Regions from separate parts of the Capra hircus genome. Here region 1 is linked to region 2. The links are chromatin contacts, called in public Hi-C maps. All regions are on one chromosome and are shown on one strand. Each heading gives the region's core, a stretch centred on a gene start, on an enhancer-like site or on the middle of the called end of the contact. The rest is flanking DNA. Distances are from core to core; before and after follow the strand shown.

What was found. A called contact is a pair of places that touch in the nucleus more often than the background predicts.
Region 1: a Hi-C map of blood shows a contact between it and region 2, with 6 times the contacts expected there. The contact joins two enhancer-like sites. A contact is called at or near these places in 2 of 5 Hi-C or Micro-C datasets (both in blood).

The regions. Positions count from the first base shown.
Region 1 is chr11:28,682,796-28,689,113 of ARS1.2, reverse strand. No RefSeq gene overlaps it. Among named protein-coding and RNA genes, the nearest start is that of SOCS5, 29 kb to the left of the region's middle. Within about 2 kb of position 1,948, at least 3 of the 5 cell types and tissues checked have an H3K27ac peak or open chromatin away from gene starts, as enhancers often do.
Region 2 is chr11:28,497,185-28,503,953 of ARS1.2, reverse strand. No RefSeq gene overlaps it. Among named protein-coding and RNA genes, the nearest start is that of TMEM247, 16 kb to the left of the region's middle. Within about 2 kb of position 3,648, at least 2 of the 5 cell types and tissues checked have an H3K27ac peak or open chromatin away from gene starts, as enhancers often do.

The sequences.
Region 1 (6,318 bases), core at 699-3,198, 190 kb before region 2:
TTAGCATCAGTCCTTCCAATGAACACCCAGGACTGATATCCTTTAGAATGGACTGGTTGGACCTCCTTGCAGTCCAAGGGACTCTCAAGAGTTTTCTCCAACACCACAGTTCAAAAGCATCAGTTCTTTGGCAAAGATAGCTTGATAAAGGACAGAAATGGTATGGACCTAACAGAAGCAGAAGATATTAAGAAGAGGTGCCAAGAATACACAGAAAAACTCTACAAAAAAGAGCTTCACGACCCAGATAATCATGATGGTGTGATCACTCACCTAGAGCCAGACATCCTGGAATGTGAAGTCAAGTGGGCCTTAGAAAGCATCACTGTGAACAAAGCTAGTGGAGGTGATGGAATTCCAGTTGAGCTATTTCAAATCCTGAAGGATGATGCTGTGAAAATGCTGCACTCAATATGCCAGCAAATTTGGAAAACTCAGCAGTGGCCATAGGACTGGAAAAGGTCAGTTTTCACTCCAATCCCAAAGAAAGGCAATGCCAAAGAATGCTCAAACTACCTCACAATTGCATTCATCTCACATGCTAGTAAAGTAATGTTCAAAATTCTGCAAGCCAGGCTACAGCAGTACGTGAACCGTGAACTTCCAGATGTTCAAGCTGCTTTTAGAAAAGGCAGAGGAACCAGAGATAAATTGCCAACATCTGCTGGATCATTGAAAAAGCAAGAGAGTTCCAGAAAAACATCTATTTCTGCTTTATTGACTATGCCAAAGCCTTTGACTGTGTGGATCACAATAAACTGTGGAAAATTCTGAAAGAGGTGGAAATACCAGACCACCTGACCTGCCTTTTGAGAAACCTGTGTGCAGGTCAGGAAGCAACAGTTAGAACTGGACATGGAACAACAGTGCGCCTTTAGTCTCTTACAAATTGTAGATGCTAATTTTAAAAAGGGAGGGAATTAGGATATTATTATTCATTATTAATTATATTAGGATATCATTATTCATCAAATGAAATTGGGACTATTGTTAATCAGTTACTTGAAAACTTTGGTTAGAGCAGGTAAGACAATGAAGCACACAAGCCTTAAGCATCTTAAAAGAAACAAAGTGTTAGTTGCTAAGTTGTATACAACTCTCTGCGACCCCATGGACTGTAGCCCGCCAGGCTCCTATGTCTATGGAATTCTCCAGGCAAGAACACTGGAGTGGGTTGTCCTTCCCTTCTCCAGGGGATCTTCCCTACCCAGGGATCGAACCAGCATCTGTTACATCTCCTGCATTCCCAGGCAGGTTCTTTACCACTAGCGCCACCTGGGGAGCCTTATTTTAACTTAAAACTTACAAGTAGAGGGGTATTTGCCAGTCTTTTGGTGAGAAGACTAGGCTTTTCCTCTGAGCCCAAGTTCCTCATCACCTTTCTTGCATCTGCCAGCATCTCTAAGGTGGAGCAAGAGCCCAGTCACTTGAAAAGCCCAAGGTCGCAGAGCTTGCAGCAGACCTGACACCAGAATGACTCTGTACTCCTCAGCACAGTGCCGAGTGGAGCAGCGTCCTATAAATTTAGTTGAAGTGCACAGAGCAGCTTGGATGGGTGCCTGAGGAGGGCTGGGAGGGGAACAAAGAGGCTGATCTGTGAGCCGCAGGCGGGTGCCAAAGACAACTTGACTTAAATTATGACACTGCCTCTGGTGGCCATCCCTGGATCAAGTGCTGGGCACAGCTACGCACACCCTCACACACAAAGCTTCAACTGGCATCTGTCTCTCTTACAGCCAAGTGCTCATTTTGGGATTTACTGATTTTTTGGTGTATGCATTGCAGGGTAAATACAGGAGGCTGGGTAGGAGAGAGGAACATGGATGGTGAGGAAGGTAGACTTTGGCTTCCCTGGCATTTTTAGGCCCTTTTTTGTCCAGTCTGTGCTCCAAGGTTAGAATCTAGTCCACAGCTATTTAAAAGCCTTGACTTGGCCCTGGAATGCTGGCAAGCTCCAGTGGAATTAGAGTTCATAAGTACAATTTCCTAGGGCTGTTGATGCTTCATGTGAGAGGCTTAGCAAACTCCAAGAAGACAGTTGGTATGCATACATGCATATAAATACACGTGTGTATGTGTGTCCATGTACGTGCATATATATGTGTGGATGTGTGCTCCCTTCCCCACCGAGACCAAGTGAGTACAAATTGCACAGGGAACCAGGGAGTGCCTTTGCAGTTCAGAGCTCCTAGAATTTCAAGGTGCATGTGCTGCTGTAGACTATACTTTTTCTCATAAATATTATCTTATTGTCCCTACCTGGGCAGTGCTCTCCCAGGGGACAGGGGAGGCCATGCAAGTCCAACCTGTTTGTCTTGGCTAGGCCTGCCCTGGGATAAAGCATGGTGGCCACCGGCTCTTCCCTTGGTGCAGGTGGCCAGCTGTGGGGGAGCACCTGAGCTGCAGATGGAGCAGGGGCAAGGTGAAGGCACACTGGCTGCAGTGGCTGTGGAGGAGTGGTGAGGTGGAAACCCAGGCGATGCAGAACCCCTTCCGCACTCACCATGTGTTTTCATTCTCCTGCCTATTTGAGGGCCTGGTTTAAGAGAGTTATAGCACAGCTCTGCCAGTGCTGTCCAGCCGAGGAGGATGTGAATTCCTGATTTACTCCTGATAAGTACTAATCTGTTATTTCCTATCAGTACAATTTAAGTTATTGAGAGATTCGGGCTGGGCAAGAGGAAGTCCTTTGAGAACAAGAGTGATTAGAGACTGGGTCAGAAGCTCTTAGATGGTAGATCATTCTGGAATAGCTTCTTGACATAGATATTCGAACTATAGCCCAGAAAGGTTCACTGACTTGTCCCAGGTCACACAGCCCATTGGATTGGATGGAATGCTTCATGAAGTCTTTTTTTATTTTTTAGGACTGAATTGTTCAGAATGTTCTCATTAATTTTTACACTAAATAAAGAACAAAGTAGCAACTGGCTTCTCCGTTTACTAGCTGTGATACTTGTGCTACAATATACCTTCTGTTTCCTCCTCTGTAAAGTGGAATAAACAATACCTCCCAAGATCAATGTGAGGAAGAGAAAGTTAATGCATGTGAGGCCTCTCTCTCAAGCACTCAAAGGGCTCAACAAATGCTAGTTCCTCATTCCTTCTCTCATCTTCATTTTCTCCTCCCTGCCTTTTGAAATCACAATAAACAAAAATATTTCCACACCTTATTTCATAGACAGGCTCACCTCAAATCTGAGAGGGTATGACAAAAACTGGTTAGAACTGATTAGATCCAAGATGGAGGAAGTCTCGACTTAGCAGACCTTGAGCCTCATTATACACTCATTATAATATATTAGCCTATGCTAAATAACACACCCACAAGCTCCAGAATAATTCTGAGACCAACCATAAAAGGCCAAAAGTGGGTCGTGCCCCAATTCCTGGAAATCCCCACCCCTTCTCCAAGACAGTTAGAATATTCTTCCCACTGGTTAGCCTATAAAATTACCCGGCCCATAGAAACTAACCACCCCCACGGCTGCTCTCACTTTCCCAGGGGCCCCCATGCCCTGGGGCTGCCTCTTGCCTTCTGAGCCGGTCCACACTCTGTCAGTGGAGTGTGTATCTTGCTGGATAAATCTGCTTTCACTTTACCATGGCTCACTCTTGAGTTCTTTCCTGCACAAAGCCGAGGACCCTCACTTGGCAGCCCATCCCAGGTACTCACCCGAGACCTGGGACATGACCATCCTCTCCAGCTCCACTTTCCTGCAACACCTTGAGCTGAAATGCAGACCTGAATGCATGATGTGGGTGGTCCATCCTTCAAGCCCAATTCGTCTCTTCTTGAAAGCTTCATTAGAGGAAATCTAGAGGCACATGATGATCTTAGCTGTGTCTCCCTGGGCAACATTAATTTGTACAATTCAATTGCCTTTGACCACCTGGGTTCCCAGGTGCTCCTTTCCTCCCCCAAAAATCATTGTGAGGGAATCTCCCCACTGTTGTACCCCACCCACTCTGCTATGTGGTGGCTCCCTTCTGCAACTTCCTACCCACAGTTCAAGAGCCCAGAAACCAAGGATGATGTGTCAGGCACCAACCATCATCTGACTCATCCACACAGACAAGGGGTCCAGAGGCATTGGCTCCAGGCAGGGTGTAGCATCCACACAAGGGGGAGAAATGGAATCTCCAGCCCTGGACGCCAAAGATTTGAAGAGAGCAACATCCAGACGAGAAATGGAAATGCAAACCTGGTCCCATCCAATGTAGTCATTTATTCAAAAGGGCTTTGGAGAGATGGAGAATCCATTTGCAGGCAAAGCAGTGCAACTAGGAAGAAGTCCCTGAGCCTGAGAGCACAGCTTCACCCACATTGTAAGAGGTGGGAGAAGAAGAAGAAGAAAGGGACCATGGGTTGACTGGATAAGCAATGTCCATTCAAGGCTTACTGCTCTGGTCACTCAGCCCAGAGAAGAAGACTCTTGTTCTCTCCATGCTGCTAATTACAATTCTTACTAGGTTTACGAAATGAAATTTAATGCCCTCTCTGATGAAGGACCTGAGTGAATTTCTAGGACCCTGCCAAGAGTCTACAGCTATTTGTAAGTAACCTTGCCACATCTCTGATAAGCAGTACTCCTCTCACCCGGCCAGTCCCCTCTGCCTTCAAGTTCCCCCCTGCTTGGGACAGACAGTCCTGTGTCTTCCCTGGAATCAGGGGAGCAAATAAAAAATCGAACAGGTGAAGAAGAGAGGAGTGAATTCTATGAGCCAAAGATGAGAGTCTAAATGGATGAAGCCAGAGAGATAATGCCAAGATAACTGGCTTCACACTGGCAAGCAAGTCATGGTAGAAATCTGGAGTGTGGGCTGGAGCCCTGCCCCAGAGGCCCCAAAAGGCAGCATGTTCAGGCCTCCCTGGCCAGTCCAGCTCAGGCCCTCTAGGGGGCTTCTCCAGGTACCTCAGCTCACCTATCTGGGGCTTTCAAGAACTTCTTCCCAGAACCGAGGACTTGTTTACTGTTCCTCTTCTGGGAAAGGAAAGCCTAGGGCTTTGGGACCAATCATCAATCCTTAGACATCTTCTTTGCCATTTCTCCCCGAAGAGATGGGAGAATTGTCTTTCATGTAAATAAGATCTTTAATTGTGCCCTCCTTTTCCTAAACTCAGGGCTTTTTATGTATCCTGCCTCACCCCAGACTTCTACTTACTCATTTAGCCATTATCCTAAACTGCCAGTTATATTTTTTGATAATTACAACACATGGGTTTTGTCACTCCAATTAAGTAGTACATACTTTGTGATTCAATATGGAGAGCCTACTATGGTCTAGACCCTTTGCTAAGGGCTTTACAGACTATCTCAGCTAATCTGCATAACAACCCAATGAAGTAGGCATCATAATTTATTATCCCCATTTTTCTGGGGCAAGTAGGGGAACAGAGATGTCAACAAACCAGCCAAACATTCTTGCTCCAGTGTGAGTTGAGCAAGTTAAATAACTTCTCTGTGCTTCACCTCAGTCTCTGTAAAGTGGGATGAATAACAGTACCAACCTGCTAAGACTTCTATGAGGTTTAAAGGAGCTGAATGTCTAAGTGCTCAGAAGTGTGCCTGGTCCATAAGTGTTGGTGAACTAACAAACGACCCTCTGGCAGAGCGCAGACGCCAGGCGGTTTGATTTCAGAGCACATATCGCTAACCATGATCCACTTCCTTGCTGATCGTGGCCCATTTTGTTTCTTCTGGAAATTTTCACAGGGCTATTGATTTCCACTTTACGAAGATGGGCAGACTGAGCTACAGACGTGATCAGAACGGGGTGACACATGCGTTTCTCTTCCTGAGAATTCCATTGTGACAGTTCGTGTGTTTTTATGGGCTACGCACTGCTCTGCTGACTTGGCTAGTTATGGTTTGTCAGTGTGTTTAAAAAAAAGTAAACTGGAGCAATCTCCGCCATTAGGAAAGAAAGTCTCCCCATCAATGTTCCTATGATCTTGTGATTTAACACCAAGAGCAAAATTTCAATGGGTCAAAAAATGGCAGGCTTGTGTGGTGTGTAGGGTGACCATCCATTCTGGTTTGCCCAGGATTAAGAGGTTTTCTCTAACACAGGACTTTCAGCGTTACAACTGGGACATTTCTTAGCAAACCATTTTGATTTGGTCACCCGAGAAATGGGCCAGACTGGGACAGTCTGAAAGTTAGGCCATGAAAGTTAGGCTGGGGCAGTTATTGAAGCCTGGGGTCCAATGCAGGGCTTGCCCATAGACCACGGCAGACAAGGTGAGACAAAGAGTGACTCAGGTCCCTCAGTAAGAGGCTCTTCACACATGACCCACCAAGCTATTATTTTGTT
Region 2 (6,769 bases), core at 2,399-4,898:
CTGAGCCTCAGAGTAATTTCCCAGCCCAGAAAACAAAGGTGCCACCTGTCACTTGAGATGGGTCACATCTACTGACTCACACCTTGTGGTGGTGGCTGATGGAGGCTCAGAAGCATCTCCCAGGCATATCTGCACTCGAACTAATGTCAAGGCCTCCTCACGCCGATGGTGGAATTTTAGGTCCAGAAGCAGAATAATGGAAGACATGGCTGGGAGTTTGGGGAAGGCCCCTGAAAATTCCGCGCTGTGCCACAAGATGACAAAAACCCCATCAGCTTAAAATCCCAGCATTCACAGTGGGAGCCTCCCTAAAAACCCACACGTGGGCCATGGCTATGGCGTCTCTGCTGGTGAGCAGCCGCTTGCATTGCTGGCAGGATCAAAAATGGTTCGCTCTGACAGGGACTGCCTAGCACCTGTGTCTCACCTGTGGTTTACAGACGTTTGTGATGTAATTTTTGCTTTCACGTGTCATCTTTGAGCAGCATTTCCTGGAAAGCCAAGACTAAGGGATGCATGTGAAGAGCAAGTTCCCAGGATCAGATGGGATCTGGGAAGCACTGCAAACCTTCTCCCCCTCCCCTTCCAGAAACTCCCAGTTCACATCAGCATAATAAAGGTCTAGCCATGAAGGAACCTGTTTAGCCTGCAAATTTATTTGCTCTGGACTCACTCTGCCTTGTGTGCTCCGTGTTTCCTGCTCTTAGAACTGCCTGCAAAACTCAAGGGACCCCACCTTAGAGATGCTGGCTCATTATTAGAGGGTGGGCTGGAATGAGCTTCGACCTGCAGAAGCTGCCTGAAAGTCTCTGACTCCGGTGTACCTGAGTTCCCAGCAGCTTCCAGGGGTTTCCATAGCAGTGTCAAACTACTTCCATTATCTATCTTGGCTACTACCTTGGGTCATCCCCCAGGGGGTTTGCCAGATTTAGCCACTAAAAATACAGGAGGACCAGCTGGGACTGATGGCAAAGCTCCAATACTTTGGCCACCTGATGCGAAGAGCCGACTCACTGGAAAATACCCCGATGCTGGGAAAGACTGAGGGCAGGAGAAAGCGGTGGCAGAGGATGAGATGGTTAAATAAAATCATTGACTCAGTGGACATGAGTTTGAGCAAACTCCAGGAGATAGTGGAGGACAGAGGAGCTGGGTGTGCTGCTGCAGCGCATGGGGTCACAAAGAGATGGACATATCTTAGCAACTGAACGACAACAAAGCTAAACAAGTAATCGTGTTTTAGCATAAGTATATCTCGTGAGGTGTGCCAGCCCTGTCTGGAAGATGCCTGAGAGGTGTGGGTGCCTCTGGGAACACGTGGACACAGCTCTGCAGAAGACCCAAACTGGGTCCTCAGTATCATGCCCCGAGGCCTCCACAGCCAGTCACTGACAGGCCTTGGGCTAGAGCTGCACAGGCATTGCCTCATTTAACTCCCCTCAGCACAGACTGTTATCATCACTCCTGTTTATGCGTGAAGAAACCGCAGCTCAGAGAAGTTAAGTGGTCTGTCCACGTCACACAGCTGTGATGCAGCCAAGTTGAGATCCAAACCCAGTTTCCTTTTACTCCAAAGTCTGTTGTTTTACTTCCTCTTGGCCACAGCATTTACTGTCTGTCCCACACCTGTGGGCTGAACCAGCGGCTCTGCAGCACCCCGGTCCCCCAAATCATCTTCAAAAAGATCCCATAACCTTTCACCTCTCCACCTTCTCTAGACTCTCCAAGGTTCCCACCCAAGTTCAACACCCTCCAAGTTTCCCAGTGACCAGTTGCTAACAATGTTCCCATCTGCTAACAATGTTGCTGGCCATGGAAAGGGGAGGAAGGGGGAGGAGTGGCCCTGACTCTATGAGACTAACTTGAGCCTTCCCTGCCCTCCCTTTTAGGCTGCTCAGTTCAGTTCAGTCGCTCAGTCCTGTCTGACTCTTTGCGACCCCATGAATTGCAGCACGCCAGGCCTCCCTGTCCATCACCAACTCCCAGAGTTCACTCAAACTCATGTCCATCGAGTCCGTGATGCCATCCAGCCATCTCATCCTCTGTCGTCCCCTTCTCCTCCTGCTCCCAATCCCTCCCAGCATCAGAGTCTTTTCCAATGAGTCAACTCTTCGCATGAGGTGGCCAAAGTACTGGAGTTTCAGCTTTAGCATCAGTCCTTCCAAAGAACACCCAGGGCTGATCTCCTTTAGAATGGACTGGCTGCTCACCACCAGTCAAATGTCACCTTTTCTGTTCCCCTTGGACAATTCCCCTTTCTGCCCCAGGCAGACTTCCTCCTTCCCAGGCCTGATGGCACGTGGGACACCCCCTCGTGGCACTGATCACATTGCAATGTTACCCTTGGCTCACAGGTTTCTGGACCTCTGGACTTTAGGTGTTTTTTTTTTTAAATTATTTTTTAAAAAGTTAATGTTATAGAGAAATTTTTGGTTTGTCCAAAGAGACTCCAGACTTTTTATTTTCTAAATTGAATTTTAAGGAGAAGTTTTAGGTTCCTATGAAAATACTCCAGGCTTTCTTTTAAAACAGGGACTGTGTGATTCATCTGCCCCCAGCACCTAGCTTGGCCTCTGGCTCATAGCCAGGGTTCAAATGCATGCTTGTTTGGTGATAAGTGAGGCAAGACACACTGGGAATGATTAAAAAAAAATAAAGAGACGTATCTTTACACGAATCTTTGCTGTTGAAAATGAAATCCGTGGCAGTTTTCTGGGAATTTAAGAGTAGTTCTTTTTCATGGGCCCTCCTTGGTTGGTTTTCAAGTTTGCCCTGGAAGCCTCTGCTAGGAGGCTGAAGCATCGACAGAGGCATCTTCTGTCCAAATAGCCTTTCGCTGGCAGCAGTTCTACCTTCGTCCAGAAGATGGCGGGCGAGGCCGGCAAGCGAGCTTCGCAAGGCAGCCAGGCGCCAGGCCTGGGCAGGTGACCCTTTTTGAACAAAAGCTGCGGGCACCTGAAGCCTATTTGCCAACCCCATAAATGCGCATGGGCGACAAGAACTTCGGGATAGGTTCTCAGGCTGATCCCCGTGAAAAGGAGCCTTCTTGAAAGGGTGTTTCAGGGGGAACATGGCAGCAAGTGGTTAAAGGGCAGGTCCTCTAAAACTCCCCTTTGAGTGGGGAAAACACTGTGGAACGTGAACTTCCTATAAAGCAGGCACAGCCCTCAAAGTCTCCGTGACTCAGGACAACGTGCTTTTTTGCCTCTTGAAGCTTACTTGCTTTGGAAACGGTTCCCGGCTCCCTCCGCAGCTGACTGGAAGCTTCTCTTAGGTCACAATCCTTCCTTCTCACAGGTCTGCACACTCCAAACAGCTAAGGGAAGAGCTTCTGACTTGAGCTAAGTGGGAAGTGGTAACAACTGAACGAAACGGCAAAATGGGGAATTTCCAGCACAATGGGAATTTGCCAAATAGCTCTTGCAGGGCTGATGAGGCCTACCCACATCTCCTCCTAGAGTCCGCAGGGCTTGCGGAGGAAAGGCCAGCCGCCCCATGAGCCTGCCAGAGGGGCACAGGTGAGACCGTGGGGGCACAGGTGAGACCGTGGGAGCCGTCTCTATCTTGCTAGGCCAGATATTAAGGCTGCGGCCACCCCCGCCCCCATTTTCCTTCTGACCTAAATCTTCCCTGAGGCTGAGCTGGGCTCCCGGCCAGGGTGTCAGCTGTGGACAAAAGCGCCCTGTTTGGAAGGCTTGGCTACTGTGTTTTCCTATAGAGCCCAGCAAACTGTGTCCAACTCCCCCAAGTCAATGTGATAACGCAAAAAGATGCAAAAATGGCAGTGGCCTCTGGGCTGCCTTCCAGGAAACCAGAAACACTGCCCCCTCGTGTTTTTACCACAAGGCAGTGGGCTTGTTTATAGGAAAAGGCCCCCTGCGCGGTCTCCACCTCTGGCTAATCACGTGGCGGGTGCTGTGCTGGGTGCTTCCGCAAGCTGAGCTTGCCCTATTTTTTTCTGGCTGACTGGGGGAGCCGACCATTACTCACTGCTTCTCCCCCACCCTCCACAACCATGGTCCGTCCTCCCCTCCCCCTACCTCCTCCTCCTCCTCCCAGCTCCTCTGCCTCTGGCTTTGCAGGGGTCCCAGCAGAGGGCTGGAGTGGGCTGGAGACCAGGCGAGCTGTGCTGCAACTGCCCACTGCTGTGTGGACTTGGGGAGATGGCTCCTTCAGCTCTTCGTGTGCAGGCTCTGCTCCTGCTAAACGGCGGTAATGACATATGCTCTAACTTGCCAGCTGTTTGCAGGCTGGTGCACAGGATAAACGGGGTGTGCAGTCAGGACCGGCACCGCTCTCTGTGGACCCGGAAGGTGGAAGGAGGAGGGAAGGTGGAAAGGGTGAGAGGGACTTAGTTCACATTATGGGGGAGGGAGTGCCAGGTTGGGGAAGTGGTGGGCACAATGGCACAATGACAGGAATCCATGGAACATTTCCTAGGAACAGAGGGGACGTCATTCTGGCTTAATCAAAAGCTCTGTGAATGTGTGTGTGTGTATACACACCCATGCAAGTGTGCTCATAACGGGGACACGATTCTGGAAATTTGGTTGGCAGCCCAGTTACGGGGGGCCTTGAGGTCGCAGCTCATCACCTTGGGCAACACTGCAAGTTGATGAGCAAGGATCACATGCAAAGGAGTGTGAGGAAGAGGATGTGGCCACTTGTGTGAGAGAGGGTTCGCGAGATCAACTGGAGGAACCCGTTTTGGAGACCCCTGTAAGTTCCAGGCCGGAGAGGATGGTGTGGGAGACCAGGATGACCCCAGGGGACATACATGAAAACCATAGTGTAGGAAGGGTCAACAGGACTTGACTGAGGTCAGGCCTCTGAGACGGGAGGCTGCTGGGACTGTGAAGAAACCAGCAAGGCTAGTGAAGAAAGCCTGGTGAGGGGAGAACAGTTCCGCTTCAAAGGCACTCCATCCAAAGTGACTGATTTCGTTTGGCCAAATATAAGCCATAACCGATGAGAAGGAGCGTGAAAGCCCTCAACTGATGGGACCCCTCGAGCAGGCTCTCCTCACTCTTCTGGTCTCCTGGGCCTTTCAGAAAGTGCGTTCCACCCTGTGCCTACATCCTGACTTGGCCTCTAGCTACCAGTCAGCTGAAGAAATGGGAGGCAGATGTTGGCCTAAATGGAGAGATCCAGGCTGTACCTGGGTTTCGCTTCACCGGGGGCTGCTGTTCCTCTTCCTGCTGAACCAGATTCAGCTGTTTTTGCTGGATAGGTTGACAGCTGAACCTCATCTGGCAGGCTCTGTTTTGGGAATAGAGACTAGGAGTTCTGCCTAAGAAGAGGGGAGAGAAACAAAGGTGGTAGATCCTTTTCTGGAAGGGCAAAAAAGTAGCCGGAGGTGTTTTATCCCTCAATTCAGAGTCATTCAGACAGCTGCTCCTATGATTGATGGAGATGTTTATTTGCCGCAGTTTTCTCGGAATCGCTAATCTCTAGCAAATGCTCAGCACCCTGCAGGAGAACACTGCTAGCATTGTGAGGTGTGCGTTTTCATTCTAACAGAGTTGCGGATGCAGGCAGGACATTGATTAAATATAGAACTGGCAGGAGCAGATAGGTGTAAGTGCCCACAAAAAGGAGCTGGGTGGGGGAGGGAGCACCCGGCTCTGTGGCTCACCAGCCCCTTCCTCCTTCTAGACTTCAGTTTTCTCAGCTGTCAAGTGAGGGTATTGGGCTGGAGGACCTCCAAGTTCCTTCTGTGCCCGGAGAATCTACAGTTTATTTTGTGTCACGGTCCTAGCCTGGACCTGGGTTCTGCGGGCACTGGTGAAGAAAAACACCCAGACTTTGGCATCTGGAAAAGGCCCTCAGAACTGGCCCTCGTGGGCCTCTCGAAAGCTTTTGAGCTCGTCTTGGCCAGCTGAGCAGAGTTCTGGTCTTGAGTGGGCCAGTGTCGGTTTCCACATCGTCTTCAGTTTGGCTCCTATCACAAACTGGTTGTAGGAAGTAACTTTTATGAGAGATGAGCAAAGATTAATTTTCAGAAAATTTTAAAAGCAATTAAAACCTTTTCTTCAAAGGGAATTTTATGTGGACTTGAGATAGGACAGATAAAGCTCGGGCTATTCTGGGAGAGGGGCCTGAGAGTCCCCAGGCTCCTCTGTGAACCTGCAGGCTCTGGAGCACAGTTTGAAAGTGACCAGCCTGAGGGTCAGACAGTCCAATGACAGCTATGCAGACAAGTGAGGCCCCTGACTCCATGTCCATGTCATACCTTTGATTTTAGCAAAGGTAGCTTAAGGACCAGCACGTGAATGCCTCCTCTGTGTCTGCTGTGAGGTTTCTGGTGAAGACACTGGTTCATGCGGTGTCCTCCACGGAATGCTCCCATGCGAGAAACTTCCCTCCTCAGTCTGTATGAGGAAAAACTTTCTTTTCCTAGGAACTAAAATGCCCATTGGGTCTTTGTTGGAAAACAAACAACCGACCAATGAGCAAACACTGCCTCCCCTGAGAGGAACTCTTCCATAATGAGATGTGTATCCCGTAACACGATGTGCGATTTCCTCTGAGCTGTGTGGTAGATGCCGTGTGTTGCCGCTTGGTGTCCGTCTCAAGCTCGTATGCGTCTTCCTGTGCCTGAGAGGCTGTAAAGTAAGAGACACCATTTCCCAGGTCCCCCTGCTCCTAGGAGTCTAGAGTCACGCTTATTGCCACCACTAGATGGCCTAATGTAGGATGTGGAGGCAGAAGTGAAGGGAGGTCATTTTCAGGCTGCGCTGGCTCTTGCTGGTGACCTGGGTGATTCTGG